Linked DNA regions of Mus musculus: region 2 is linked to region 1. The links are chromatin contacts, called in public Hi-C maps. All regions are on one chromosome and are shown on one strand. Each heading gives the region's core, a stretch centred on a gene start, on an enhancer-like site or on the middle of the called end of the contact. The rest is flanking DNA. Distances are from core to core; before and after follow the strand shown. Region 1 has its middle 29 kb from the start of Camk1g. Region 2 has its middle 30 kb from the start of Gm31870.

Region 1 (7,949 bases), core at 2,875-5,374:
CCTCCTTCCCTCCCCCCCCTCTTTTTTTCTCTCTCCCTGACACATCTCCCCTCCTGAAAGTCACCTTGGGACTATAGTTTCAGGTATGTTGTGTGACCTAGAACAAATTACAACCTCTCTGTGCCTCCCTCCAACCTCTGCAAGGTGTGGGAGTATGGGTGTGTGGTAAACATTGGAGTGTGTTGTTGCATGTTGGTGTAGAGCTGAGTGTTGGGAGCATGGTGTGTGTATGCAGTGGAGTTACAGTGGAAATGTGTCTGTGGGTTGAGTGTGCTATAAGTGGATGCGTTCCAGAGTAATGAATGGGAGGATGGATCAGAAATGGAACTTCATAGGGCTTTCAGTTTCCATACTTTGTAGTGATGTGTGGGACCAGGAGACTGGTTTTCTTGTCTCAGTAGATTTGGGGCACACAAAGTGCTGGTGCTGGGTTCAGCACTCAAATATATTCCTTGACTTCATGAAGCTAACAGTCTGGAATCCCACTGACATGAACGTTCCATACCAGGAGAAGCTTTGTGGTTGGAGGAACTGTGGTCAGATGTCGCTACCCACAACACTCACGCCCTAAAAGCGTCACCCCTCAGGTAATGGTATTAGAAGGTAGAGCCTTCTGCTTAGACTAGGAGATACACTCCAATGAAAGAAGCCTGAGGGAGCCCTTTCCCCTGTCTACCATGAGAGAACATGGTGGAAATGATGGGTTGTAAGCTGGTAGGGGACTGTTAACAGTTACAGGGTTTGTTGTTGTTTGTTTGTTGTGTTTTGTTTTGTTTTGTTTTTTTCTGAGATGAAATACCATGACCCAAAAACAAGTTGGGGAGGAAAGGGTTTATTAGGCTTACACTTCCACAGCACTATTCATCATTGAAGGAAATCAGGACAGGAATTTAAACATGTCAGAAGCATGGAGATAGGAGCTGATGTAGAGACCATGGAGAGGTGCTACTTACTGGCTTGTTCATCATGGCTTGCTCACCCTGCTTTCCTATAGAACCCAAGATCTCCAGCCTAGGGATGGCATCATCCACAATGGGCATGGTCCTCCCCATCAATCACTAATTAAGAGAATGTCCAAAGGCTTGCCTATAGCCTGATCTTACGGAGGCGTTTTTAAAAATTGAGGATTCCTCCTCTCAGATGACTTTAGCTTGTATCAAGTTGACACGAGCTAGCCAGAACAGGGACCTTTGCCACAATTCAAGCCTGCTGCACCTATATCTCAGGCCTGTTACAGCTGCCTGCATGATCTGAGGTGGAGCTACCAGAGCAGAAAGAAGAGACGCTTAGGCACTTGTTGCTGAGGCCTGAGCTAATGAACACTGGCTACAGAAGAAACAGCTGTCCTGGCTTACTCTGTCCAGCACACAAGCCACAGCCGTGTATATCTAGTATGGGAGTCTTGTCCCAAGTTTGTGTGCTGGGTTTGTAAAATATATACTAGGTTCTAAAGATAGCACAAGAAAGGATGCATTTGATAAGAGTCAAATAAAATAATAAAATTGGAACTCTGGGAAAGATGGAGTTGTGAGTAGTATTACTAATCAGGAGCCCCGTCCAATTCTTTTGCTTCTTAAAAATTTTTTTATATTTTTTTAATGATAGCTTTTTGAAAATTTGGCTATACCCAAGGCTCTTGTTCTCCTTCTATTGGCAAGCACCACCCGGGGTGATGAGAATGTTCCACGTAAACACAAGCAACCAGGGCTCTCTAGATGTGGTGAAATAAAGTGATATTTCATGGTTGAGCATGGGGTTTGAGGAAGGGTTGGTAAGAGCCAAGGCCAGAGAGGCCAGAGGCTGCATTATGTCTCAGTCCTGGAATGGAGTGTGAAGTGCCCTGAAATCTTAGGAAAGGGCTTAACAGGGGGATGTGACCTGGTGGGACTGTGCTGAAGATAGCCTGCTCTGGCTTCTCTGCAGAAAACGGAGAGAGGAGCAGGAGCCCGGCTAATGAAGAAAGACCAGGGGGAAGGTTCTAGTTATCCAGGTGAGTGGATAGTGGCTTAGCCAGGCTGCTGTCAGTGTGGGAGGAGGACTGTGAACATGAAAGAGCTTACTGCAGACAGCCAGGAATTATTCAACGAGGAACACCACAGGGACAGAGCTCTTTGCCTCTGAAGCTTATGAAACCCTGGTAGAGGGTAGAGAGAGCTGTCCTGTCTGGACATTCACTCTTGGGAGCTCTGAAGAGCAAAAGCTCAGGAGGGGGCTATGCTTTCTGGGTGGAGAGAGATCTGATCTGAGCACCAGGAGCCTGTCAAACTGCTGTGTGTCCTGGCAGGCAGTCACCCTCTGGGGTTGGCCCTAGCAGTAGCTTTGGAGGCTGCTGTCCCATGAAGTGTATGCCCAGGGGATTTACATTCTGCAGAGGCCTGCATGTGGGCAGATATGTGCATGGTGAGAGAGGTGCCTGTTACTCTGGGACCTGTCTGCTGCCCACATTCCTGGCCTGTAGTATGGCACCTGGTCCTCTTTATGGCAGCCTTGGCTCCTGTTATTCCTATGGGTCTTCAAGCCACCTGCTCCTCTCAGACAGCCCCTGGCTGGCCCAGGCTGCCTTCTGCCTTCTGTCAGCTTCCTGTTTGCTCTCCCTGTACATCACCTGTGAGTTTCCCACAGCTTAAGTAAAACTCTACTTTCTTCCTGAATAATTCTCCTACCATCTCTCACTGAACCAAGTCCCAGCCTCCTTTGCCTTTTAAGCAGCCTGGTATCTCTAATAATTATTGTTCTCAGGTATCTTCTCATTTCTGTTGTTGTTTCTGGGCTTAGCGATACTCAGTATCACCAGGTGATACTCAATAAGTCGAATTTGTGAAGCCCTTTGGATTGGGTGTTCTAAATTTGTATGGGAGCCAGGTGCTTATGGCAGTCTGGGGCAGGAGTAAGGTTGGAGGGTGTGAGGAATAAGGGGTCTCTGTGACAGAAGATATTAGCTCTTTGCAGAGTCCTGACCCTAAGCTGGTCCTGACAGGAAATGTTTCCAGCACACCCCAAATGCCCAGCCCCTGCTCTTGTGGGAATGAGAAGTTGAAAAAATTGGACATGATCTACCCTGGAAAGTTATAGGACCAACAGAGTTCCCTTTCATATTGACACATGTCTGGATACTTGGATATGCAAACCTCCCCAGCATGATTCCAGATCCCTAACAGACAGGAATGCTAGGGGTGTTGGAATGGCAGACAGACAGACAAGAGGCTAGCCCTCACATGGTATCTTTGTTAGGGTGTAGGACTGGAGCATGCTGGCTGAGGTGCAGAAGCAGTCTTATGATGTCAATTAATGAAAGTCTGGAGACAATCAGGGTGCTAGCTATAGAGCAGGATGGCATTAGCCCTATGGGAACCTGGGGTTCAGGGTGTGGTGTTTTGAGTAGGTATGGTCCCCATTGACTCATATGTGTGAACGCTTGGCCATAGGGAGTTACACTACTAAGAGGGATGGCCTTATTGGAGGAAGTGTGTTACTGTCAGGACAGGCTTTGAGGTCTCTTTTGCTTAAGCTATACCTAGTGTGGCACATGGTTCCTTTCTGCTGCTTGTGGATCAAGATGTAGAACTCTCAGCATCTCCACCACCATGTCTGCCTGCACACTGCCATGATTCCTGCCGTGATGATAATGGATTAAACTTTTGAACCTGTAAGCCAGCTCCTTAATGTTTTCCTTTATGAGAGTTGCTGTGGTCCTGGTGTCTCCTCAAAGCAACAAAACCCTAACAAGACAGAAGGTGACAAATTGGAACCTCTGAGAGAGGTCACATCTCCATAGTTGACTTCCAGGGGTTGATGAGCTAGGAGGAGCAAAATGGCTATATCTTTGAGGCAGTGTATCTATTAACCAGTGTCACAAAATCCAGGGGCATTACATACTGTGCTTGATAACTTTATAGGCATTCAGGGAAGTTGCATAGGATCTGACACTCAGTTCTGAGGCCCTGGAGAACTCCTCTGAGGGTATGAAAGGCTCCTTCCTTCCTTCCTGGGGAGGAAAGGAAGGAAGCTAAATCAGAGGTTGTTTAAGCATGGCTGGGCATATCAGATGGGTTTGGGGATGGGGTAGTGTTGAGCTTTAACTCACAGGCTAGACTTTCAGGCTCCATAAGTGATGTCATACCCCCAGGTCATGCACTGGCTGAGTCATAACACCCAGGGGATTTGCTAAGTATGATTTAGTAGAGATTCTAGCTTAGCAGGTCTAAAGTCATCTTCAATTAGCTCCCAGGGTATTTTAAAGTCTAGTATGGGGGTTGCTGTCTGGGAAAAGAGTTAAGGGAAGGCAGAAGACTAGGTAGCACACTAGGACTTAGTATCATGTCGTTCTTTAGACCTCACTGAAGGCACATGAGGCCCAGTACAAAGTGTTATTGACTTTTTCCAGGCTCACAGTTGTTCCCAGTGGTCAAAGCTCCCCTTTCCTCTGTCACCACTGTGGCATGCTATGTGGCTCCAGGTCACGGTCACACTTCTGCTAATAGCTCTCAGACTTCTGCATGCAAAATCTGCACAGAAAGGCTGTCACTGCTCACTGCTCACTGCTCACTGCTCACTAAGCACTAAGCACTAAGCACTAAGATGCTGGGTCCTAGGGTCAGGGTCTGGGCTAGTGTAAGCTCAGGTTATCTGTATTGCACAGCTTCTCAGACAATGATGTCTCCAGCATATGGATCTCACTGTGAGGATAGAGCCCACATGTTTCCAGAAACCAGGAAGAAAAGGAGGGAGGGCCAGAGAGAATATCTGCATCTAGCATGGGTCAGAACTTTCTAAAATTAGAGACAGATGCCAAATCCCAGATCTAGGAAGCTCAGTGAATACCAAGTGGGGTATCCCCAAAAGTGTACATGTAGGCACACCAGATTCAGAATGCTAAGGGCCAAAGACGAGAAAATGTTCTTCAAAGATGCCAGAAAGGGAAGTATCATTCTTAGCAAAGAATTGAAGTAAAAATTATATCAGGGTCATTATGGAAACCATGCAAGCGGAGTACAGGAGGGTCAAGCATGTAGAGTGTTGAGAAGACAACCACCAGCTAAGACTCTGACCTAAGAGCGATCCTACAGAAGAGGAGACAGACTATCTCAGGTAGACACAAGATAAGGGAGACTATTGCCCTTGACAGAATGTTAGGAGTTCTTTAGAGAGAAGAAAATGGCAGGTCTGGGACTCAGATCTTCATACAGAAAGGATGAATACAAGGCAGGAATCACTGAAGGCAATAAGGTTTTTTTATTCATAATTGATCTGATATAGGGATGGAGGTATAGCTCCACACTAGAGTTCTTATACTTTCAGTATGTATTAAGCCCTAGGTTAGGTAGGGGGATGGAGCTAGGTTGGTAGAATGCTTGCCTAACATCTGCAAAGCCCTTGATCCCCAGCCAGAATAAGCTGGGCATGGTGGCATAGTAATCCTAGTGGTCAGGAAGTGGAGGCAGGGGGAATCAGCTTTGATTGACTACATAGAAAGGTTGAGGCTAGCCTAGGATACATGAGACCTTGTCTCCAAGTTAACTAAGTATGGAGCTGCATAAATGAATAACAATGACAATCTGGCAACAATATATTTTATGATAAATCACATGACCACACTGTATGAATATGTGAAACAGATGACAGAGAATCTCAGAGTAGACTAAAATCTGTTGAAACATTCCTTGTTGATGGCTCATGAGTGACACAGGAGAGTCATGTGACTTACCAGGTCCCTCCCCTTCCTCTTTTGTGAAACAGTTGTCTCCAGGGCATACAGGGAACTCTAGGGACTCAGCTTCCATGATTCTATCAGCTTTCTGCCTAGGCAGCTGTCTGAGTCACACATGTTCCCACAAGTAACTCTTACCACAGTGGAATTGTTTCTTTGGTCTGTGGTTAGTTATATATATATATATATATAAAGACAGATGAGCTAGGAGTATTAGATAGGCGAGGAAGAGCATTTCGATATAATTATTTTCAGGAAAAAGTATCAGTCATTGATACCTTCAGGAATTCATTGGTGTTTCTCTTGACAGGAGTTAAGTTTTTTGTGTGAGGAAGGGACTTAGTCAGTGTTAGCAGGATTTTTCAGTGGGAAAGGACTCCTTTGATGGCTGTGTTCTGGTGGGTCTCAGGTTTGCTTGGCTGCAGACTCACTACATACAGGAGATGATAATGGCTGCTGGGCTTCTGCGTCCAGCCACGCCTCTTCTACCAGCTAATTCTTGCACATTTTGGCTTTTTGTTTGAGTCCTTGGGAGACTTCTAAGGAGAGCTAGAGGAGACATAACTCACCACAGGGCATAGACTGGATCGACATAGACGAGACAGACACCAAGGAGTGGTGGGCAGCTGGAGGGCACACACTCGGCGGGGCCTTGAGGAGTGTGGATGCTTCTCTGCATGGCTGCTGTGCTTTTATCTCTCCTGAGCATCAGCAACTAAACAGAAAGTACAATTGTTGTGTCGCCCATGATATTAAACGCATGATTGATGGTTTGGACTGAACGGCTCAGGTGTTGGCATTTCTGAGTTTCAATAAGTGGAGGCTTATGAGTTTATGTCAGACGTGCTCAGAAACACCTGGAAGAATATGGTTTCACGAGGTGTGAAAAGATGCTTTCTGCTGCTTCTGTGCTTGAATATGCATGTGCTGTGGCCCATGCTGGGGGTGGCGGAGATGTGGGTCCTGAAGTGCCAGGTTAGAGATGGGTGGGAACAGGTTTTTCTGCTAGAGGCTGTTAATATGGACACTGATGACAGACAATGTGGAAAACTACATAGTGTTTGCAATGTTTTGCAAATGTATTTGGATAAGAAGATTTGGGAGCACACTCATGTAAGGTCTCTCTCTCTCTCTCTCTCTCTCTCTCTCACACACACACACACACACACACACACACACACACACACACATACACACACACACACACACATACACGCGTGCGTGTGCGCGTGAGAAATGGCATTGGGTGTCTCCAGTCTGCTCAGGGTTCTCTCAATTATTCCATTGCTCCCGTGGCTGTATGGTCAGACCTGGGGACAGTTTGTCGTCCATAACTGGCAGATGTGCTCATGTGTTCCCCCAGAGGCCAGGCTTGGAACTGAATTGTGTTCATTTAACCTTGGATACCCATCTGTCACCCTTGGCACATAGATGATTCCAGCTGGGAGCAAGCTGGAGTGTGGACTTCGGGGCACACAGCTTCTTCTCAAGGTTTCCTGAGTGAAGGTGACTCTTCTTCCAGCCTTCTTCTGTCCACATCTTCTTCAGCCCAGGACGCAGGTTTATGTGGCTTCTATTGTAGAATGCTGTCCTCCAGGCATGACCCTCTTGGGCCCTCAGCATCTGTGATTACACAAAGGAGATCCACTAACCTTCCATCATAGAGCATAGCCAGGACCCCAGAGACCCTCCCTTCCCCGGGGACTGATGGGCAGCTAACAGTTGCTAGGAGAGAGTATTCTCTTCATGGTGCAGCACATAAATTAGTGATGCCTCTATAAGTAACCCTAACTCAACTCATTGTCTACCAAACTAGACTGGAATGAAATCCTTTCTTTGGTCTTTTGTTGGATCCCTATCTGAGCCAAGCAGACATTTGTTCACATCCCCTGAAGAAAAGTCAAGCAACATCTTTCTAGGATCTTTGTCACGAGAGAGTCAGTGCCTTGACTTAAGAGAAAGAAAGTCTGAGTTTGAACAGAACTCACAAGTGGGCACAGGCAGGGTGGCCTTTCAGGAGGAAATGTGGTCAGCTAGGAGGGTTGCTGGTGGGGTGTATGTGTGGGGTACCTGAGTCTTCTAGTAGGCTGAGCCAGAGGTCAGCTCTGATCCAGAGGGTCTCAGTCTCCTTTGCAGGAGTACAGGGGGCCAGCATCTCCCCTGAGGTCCCATGGAGGCCTGGCCATGGGGCTCAAGCTGCTGTGAGAGCCCAAGGCTGGGCTTTAATGAATGTTAGCTTTCT
Region 2 (7,949 bases), core at 2,789-5,288, 230 kb after region 1:
GTCATCCTGCCTTCTTCCTCTGGTGTGTGATTGGTGGTGGTGGGGGCACTGCCACACCTATCTGTGACAAAGACTAAAAGGCTGCAGGTTTGTAGACTGAGTGTGTGATCCAATAGTAGAATACTTGCCTAATGTGTGTGAAGCCCTTGGTTTGTGAATCTAACATGTACATACACACACTTACATACATGCACACACACTCATACATACACATACTCACACACACTCACTCACACAACTCACATATACTAACACACACTCACACATGCATACACACTCACATATATACTCATACACACTCATATACATATTCACACACACTCATGCACATACTCACACATACTCATCCACACATACATACTCATACACACACTCATACACACATACACCCACACCCACACACTTGCACATATACTCACACACATTCATGCACATACACAAACACACTCACATGCATACTTACACACACACTTACACACTCACATACACACATACACTCACATACATACTCACACACTTACACACTCATACACACTTACATACACTCGCATACATACTTACATACTCATACACATATACACTCACACTCATACACACTCACATAATTCTCACATATTCACACACTCATATACACTCACACACACAAATATATACTCATACACTCGCATACTCACAAAAACATACCCTCATACACAAACACACATACACACACACACACACACACACACACACACACACGGGGGTAGGCTAAAGCTAAGAATTCTGTTGGTGTCCGTGACATTCTCTGCACCCACTGTCAGCATCTATGTACTGGGTAGCTGGATATAGTAGTAGTAGTTTTATCTCTACTGTCCCCCTTGTTTTGACTCAGCATCTGGGTTACAGAATGCATTCATTTAGTGGACTTTGAATCATGAGTCATTTATTCCCTCCTCCCATCTATGTATGCAGAAGAATATTCTGTGTGTGGCTGAAAACAAGAACCACAGCATCAACAGTACAGCAGGCCAGGCCACAGCCTCATGGGATTTAGATTTATTTTAGCAGAAGAAGTGAGGTAGCAGGTCTGACAGGATTTGGAAGAATACAAGGTGATTCTCTCTGTGCCCCATGATTCCTCAGAGAAAGGATCATCAGTGGGTGTCACTGTAATTGGGGCAAGCTTCAGCGGGAGGTTTCTGAGGGAGTCCCTGACCTCCATGGCCATCAGTGACAAAGCTGCAAACGTGTGAGCACATACAAGCTTGAGGTTTCTGTCCTTTGTCAGCCACATGGATGCATGTAGTAGCATTCACACTGTTTTAGCTCTGTGGCCTGCAGAAGACAGGAGCCAAGTGCCAGAGCATTTGCTAGCATGTGAAGTCCTTGATTTGTGGTTCCACCCCCTCTGTCTCTGTCTCTGTCTCTGTCTCTGTCTCTGTCTCTGTCTCTGTCTCTGTCTCTCTCTCACACATACACATACACACACACTCTAAATCACATATTCACACACATTCACATATACTCACACAATACACTCACACACATTCACACACTCACACACTCACATACTCTCACACACAAACACAGTCACATACATACACACTTTCTCTTACACATACATACACACATACACACATTCACACAATACACTTACATACTCTTACATATACTCATACACACGGGGCAGGGGGAGGAAAGTTCCTTACACTAAAGTGTGTATTCACCCCATACCCAGAAATTTAGTGATCTGTGGACAGTGGCTTTATGAGGAAGGGAACCATTCTTTTACATTCTTGCTCTGAGCACATTTCTTTTTAAAAATTTATAAAGTTTTTTATTAATTCTTTGAGAATTCATACATTTATATCATATTCACCCCCAATCACCCCTCCATCTTCTCAGATACACCCACAACTCAAATTCATTTCTTAAAAAGAAGCCAAAACAAATAATCTATTGTTTTTCACCCCTTACTCCATTTTCTGTGCCATGGTGATTTATTATTAAACCAGGGCTGTTAAATGTTGCTGGTGGCATTTTCCTTCTGGGCACGTGACAACAACGGTGTTTAAATCTCTAGCCAAACATCTACTCAGGGACATGATGCCCAGGAGCTCAAAGTCTGCCTCCTCTGACATTATTATTACCCTGTGATTCTGGTGTTATTGCCTTCTTTCTGGTGTGGTTTTCAGATTCACATCTCTGGGCTTGGCACAGCCTTCCTTGGTCTGAGCCTGCCTGTCTTGCACTGCAGTGCTTCTTCATTCCACATTGTATCGGCCATATTTGTTTTATCTAACGTCCCAGGGTTAATAGAAAGAGATGGAGTCAGTTCTAAAATCCAAGTCTGTGATTCTGATTGGGTACCTGTTCCTGGCACAGACTGGCTCTTGTCCTTTCTAGCCCCTGGTGATGGCTCTTCCTACTGCCCCTTTAGATCAACTCACCTGATCATCTGATGCCTGCTTAACTTTGGCTCTAGTTCATGACCAATTAGTGTTGTTACTTGATCTAGGGGGTTATTGAAATATCAAAGGATCTTTATGGCAGTTAGAAATCAATCATTTATCTGAATTCCTAAACTGCCCTCATCATATTCCCTGCTGACCCATCTGGCATCTTAGGGATCTGCTCTCCTTGAAATCTAGTACTTAACACTCAGTGTGGCCAGATCTGCACTCTGTAGCTCAGCTGGCTGATGGCTAAAGACTGGACATTCATCATGATGCTGCCCAGTATTACCTACACCCATACCCTTGTCTGTAGTAGAAGGCTGCTGACACATGACCTTGTCTTTTCCTTCCAGAATCTTAATCAGCCCCCCACCCCGTGCCCTTAATGCTCACTGAGCTCTGATCTTGTATAGAACAGGCACCCCAAGTGGGATCAGGGATGGGTGTTCAACTGTGAGGTCTTTCATAAACTTGGTATAATTATAGTCCTGTTTCCAAAACAGCCATTTCTTCAACCTGTGAGGCACTTTGACCTGGCATCATGTGCTTTTCAAAGCAGTAGGTGGCAGTTCACTTGAGCAACTAAACCCAGGGTAAGCACCCCAGGCTCTCCAGGGGACAAAATAGCCTCAACTTCACTCTTGCAACAATACTTGTGAGTCTTCAGGCATTTTGTCAGACTTTTTACTATTCTAATGTGTGTGGAAAGAGACAGAAAAGAGTGAGGAAGAGAGGAGAGAGGAGAGAGAGAGAGAGAGAGAGAGAGAGAGAGAGAGAGAGGAGAGAGGAGAGGGGAGAGGGGAGAGGGGAGAGGGGAGAGAGGAGAGAGGAGAGAGGAGAGAGGAGAGAGGAGAGAGGAGAGAGGAGAGAGGAGGAGAGAGGAGGAGAGAGGAGAGAGGAGAGAGGAGAGGAGAGGAGAGAGAGGAGAGAGGGAGGAGAGAGGAGAGGAGAGGAGAGGAGAGGAGAGAGAGAGAGAGAGAGAGAGAGAGAGAGAGAGAGAGAGAGAGAGAGAGAGAGAGAGAGGAATTTATAGCTGAATGTCTCGTGGGATGGGAAGGAGAGCCCTGAGCTGCATGCTTCCTACTTTCCTCTAGAGGTTGCTATCAGGGTCATAAATCCTCGACCTTGGTAAAGCAGCTTGTCCCTTTAAGGCTATTAAAGGAACCTAGATGAGCTGCATTCCCAAACCAGCCTTGAGGATTACTCTGCCAGGTGGAAGGTGGCTGCCCATGAGGGAAAAGAGAAATTGCCTCCTACTATATCATTTCGGAGCTGTCCGCAGTTAATCCCCAGCCTGCTTAAAGCAGGCGGAATGTGAGATAGCTTCGGTCAATTGGCTGTTGCTTTTTTCTGTAACCCCAGGTTTTCTCCGAGGCAGCTGCTTATCCCAGTATGGCTGGTGTGGAAGGTGGGGGCCTGAGACATAGGCTCTGTGATAAGGAAGTGATCTGAGTAGGTGCCCAGCAGGAGTGGGGCAGATTTGGGGAATGTAAATGTTCCCTAAACAGAAGCTGAGTCTCAGAGAGGGAAATCAGGCCTGTTCTTGCTCAGCAGAAGGACTGTAGCTCAGGGGCAGACGTCACTCTTCAAAGGCTGAGGCTAATTTTCTCCCTGGATTAAGGAGATGATTCATAGGTTGGCGGTGTGGGCTGTGTGACCCACTTGGAGGTTGTCCTAGAAGCATCAATCATGCTGGGAACCAAGAGTCCAATCTTGACCACTGGCAAATATCTATTTTAGGTTGACCCTTGTCCTCACTAGCTAGAGGCAGAGAGTGTTATTCAGTCATGTCTAGAAACTTACTAAAGAATGACATGTGTGGTTCTTAAAAGTTAACTTTTAAAACATGTCCTTGGCATAGAGGATTCTGGGATTGGTTTATGACAAGTTTGGACCTTCTTTTGGTCGGAGGATTTTAGAGGTTTTGTGAGTACTTACCCCAACCTTCTGCTCTGGTATGAGCTCCCATGACATCTGTCTCTCTCTTACCCCACTGTTAGTGTGCACTTTCTAAAACAGCATAGTAATGATGTTACTAAAACTTTCCAAGTTAGTAAATTAGTGTTAGCTAAAATCCCTCCAGGGCCCCCAGAGTCTTCACTGTTCCATTCCAGGTTCTTAATGTGCCTTGCTCACTATCAATCTCTGGTTCTTTACTCTCATCTTCTCCCATCACTGTTTGCTCTGAACATCCCAGCTAACCACAAGAGCACTGTTCTCTGTGTGTGCATGCCTTTATCTTCTGCCCTTTAACTCATGCTGGCCTCTCCCCCAGAATTCCACATTCTGTACCACCAGTTGTAGGGCTGCCTCATCTGGACTATCTCCTCTCCTCTTCCCTCTTTCTAGATCCAGGCAGATCTAGATCTAGAGACAGGCAGATCTAGATCCAGTTTGTTTACTTTGCTGTTTTCCCAAAGCAATTAAATATATCGATGGAGGACTTATCAGTGCTTCACAAATCATTTATTTTGTTGTCATTGTTTACATATTGGCCTTCTCTATCCAACTTTGTCATTTTTCGGCTTCAGCATCTAGTACAATACCTGGCAGAGATGCTCTAAAGTTACAAAATAGAAGAGAGAGGAAAAAATAGAAAAAAAGAGAGAGAGAGAGAGAGAGAGAGAGAGAGAGAGAGAGAGAGAGAGAGGAAGGAAGGAAGGAAGGAAGGAAGGAAGGAAGAAAGAAAGAAAGAAAGAAAGAAAGAAAGAAATAAAGAAAGAAAGAAGACTGTACCATGTGGAAAAGAAGAGCAAGAAGAGATCTATAGGGACCAGGCTGGGAAGGCAACATCATCCCTACCCCTACCCTGTATAGACTCTCCAATCCTGCCTCCAGTCCCTCTGCAGGCACCATGTCTTCCATCATTTTCTTCCTGTTTTGTCAGTTCTAGTTGCTCTCAACTGCTGCAGACTGACATTGACCCCTTGTGACAAGCAGATCAACTCCTAATCTGCTAGAGCTCCAGTTTTTCTGGGATGTTGGCAAGCTCTTGACAGGTCCAGAGGAGAGGAAAGCTGTCAGCTCTCACTCTTCAGCACTCTGAACAGCTGAACAGCCAGTCCAAGGCTCAATTTGCACCTTTTGGTCCCCCGGGGCTGCTATGACTTTGATTGCTGCTTTAGGGCTCTTCAGTAGTTTCTCTTAAGGGATAAGTAGGATGGAGTGGTTGAGAACAACAATATTAGCCCTATTCTTGCATCTTCAAAGAGCAGCTCTGAAGTAGGGGTATAGGGAGGAGGGACCCTGGCATGCAGAGGGAAGGAGGGATAGATAGAGTAGTTTTACATTGCCCGTCAAATTTGAGCGCTAATGCCGAGATCGAGTTGGGAGACATTAAAAAGAATACAGGGATGAGTTAGTGTAAACAGCATCATCAGAAAGGCAGCCACAGATCCACACAGGGAGCAGAGCTAGCGCTCGGCTCGACTCAGTGATAATGAAGAAGGCAGCTAAAGCAAAGAGATCTCCCCGTCTGCCGCGTTTCTATCGCTTAATCAAAACTGACTCCAACTACTGCAGCTGCAAAAAAATGTTCCCAACCTTCCATTAATTTCCATACAATAACCCTCTAATGGGGAAGCCGTTCGGGGGAGGAGCGTAATCAATCTGGCCTAATGACACACCAGAGACCTGGGGAAAATGCAAACTTGGAGCAATTCGTGGCAGGTGCAACCTTGGAAAGCATTACCATTTTTCTAAGTTAATTTGTTCCCTTGATATGTTTGAAATCCATATTTGTACTTTAAAGGTCTAAAATGCAAGATGATTAAAAAATATAACCGGATTTTTGTAAACCGTTCAGCAGCAGCCAGTGATGTATTAGCCGTCTCCCTCCCTCCTCTCTCAGGAGAGCAGGGACCACTTTGCCTTCCTTCTCTTTTCCTCTGCTGTCATCTGGCCACTGCTGGCTCTCTGTTTTGTTTACTCTTTTTTGGTTTACTCTTGGCTCTAGGTAGTGGGGTGCTTTTCCATTCTGGGAGGAACAAGTTTGGGAATATAAGTTGGGATATAAGTTGTCATAGTGGCTCCCAGGCATTTTAGGGAAAGAAACAAGGAAGTCCTGTTCCCAGATTGTCTACCTATAGACCACAGTGTGTTCTTGCCTCTAGCTTTTCTGCCCTGCCATGTGAAGAAAGGCCAATGGACATAAAATCAGCTCCTGACCTCTTGGTTTCTATTGGATGTCTTGATTCCTGGTCTACCTGTCCTTCTTGGCCTTGAAAATTCAGGTCTTGACTCCTTAAACTGACCTCCACATATGGACTGACTCCTTGCTAGGCATCCTTAGTAGTTTCCTTTCTTCTTAGAACTTGCCTTTGGAATAAAAAGTAAGCAAATCACTCTCTATTCCACGGAGGCTTATCTCACTCACCTACAGACATACCTGGGACAAAGTGGTCTTGTGGGTTTCTTGCTGAAAGCTGTGTGCATTGGCCCTGTTTATCGAAGAAACAGCTGACCTCTTCTGTTCTCTTTTAATTTGGGGGTCACCAACCTGGAAGACTTTCTGTACATACTCTTCTGGGGGTGTATTCTCATTCCCCAGGCATTAGCACCTGGCATTTATCATGATCAGGGCATTGGAACTGGCTGAACCTTACTAGCTCTACCCTTCAGACATTTCCTACCTTTTAACTAAGGGATATGTTTAGTATTAATAATAAGATAGCCCTTGGAAATGCATTTAGTGCCTGTTTGAGGACTGGTGATGACTTTTCATAGGATCAAGCTAGAGCTTTCCTCTGATGCTCAGAATTTGAGGGTTTAGTGCTGCTTGACTCTGGTTCTGAGATATGTTGCTCCTTAAGAGGAGAAAAGCAGACTCTACAGCCAGAAGGTAGGACAGTTGTTTTCTGAATCACCACTAATTAGCTCTTTGGGGATTGTTAATTTCTTGTTTAAAAGGTGTAAAGAGTACTGTTATGTACTTTGGAGACATGCCTTACTAACTATATTGACACTGTTTGGAAGCTATAGTGAGCCAGTTGAGGAGATGTCCCTTGCACACCTCAGATCCAGGGAGGAAGGTTAACTAAGGACACCAGTTGCTGAACCCATTGCTCCATTCATGCTAGGGCCACATATCTGATAGTGGTGCCCATCTGTTACCTCTGGGAGAGAACAACTTCTGGTTTTGTCTTCATGACCCCTGAGGCCCTGCTATACCATCCTGGGATTTCATGGTGTCTCAAGATCCTTCTAACCAACTTTCCTATATGTGTGCACGTGTGTTTACACATGTGCATATCTCAGATTCTTCCTGAAGTCTGACAGTACTCTGCCTTCCCTGTTGTCTTCCCCACCTAGGCATTTCCACTGACAGAGCTTCTTTGTCATGTTTTATCTAGTCTCGATGACTGCATCTCAGAGGACCTTGAACTTACACACATATCCTAGGCACCAGCACATTTCACCTTCTGGTTTAATTGCTTAGGTGCTTTTGGTCTCCATGAGTTCAGATAGTTTTGACCAGTTTGAATTCAAACACAAAGACTGAAGTATAAAGCAGGG

Evidence for each region. A called contact is a pair of places that touch in the nucleus more often than the background predicts.
Region 2: a Hi-C map of myocytes shows a contact between it and region 1, with 3 times the contacts expected there. The contact joins two enhancer-like sites. A contact is called at or near these places in 1 of 15 datasets of contacts at CTCF or cohesin (the NIH/3T3 cell line) and 2 of 484 Hi-C or Micro-C datasets (myocytes and nephron progenitors).

Annotation. Positions count from the first base shown.
Region 1 is chr1:193,394,812-193,402,760 of GRCm38.p6, forward strand. No RefSeq gene overlaps it. Among named protein-coding and RNA genes, the nearest start is that of Camk1g, 29 kb to the left of the region's middle. Within about 2 kb of position 4,125, at least 42 of the 459 cell types and tissues checked have an H3K27ac peak or open chromatin away from gene starts, as enhancers often do. A contact at or near this core is called in myocytes, where this site is marked.
Region 2 is chr1:193,621,708-193,629,656 of GRCm38.p6, forward strand. No RefSeq gene overlaps it. Among named protein-coding and RNA genes, the nearest start is that of Gm31870, 30 kb to the right of the region's middle. Within about 2 kb of position 4,039, at least 22 of the 459 cell types and tissues checked have an H3K27ac peak or open chromatin away from gene starts, as enhancers often do. A contact at or near this core is called in myocytes, where this site is marked.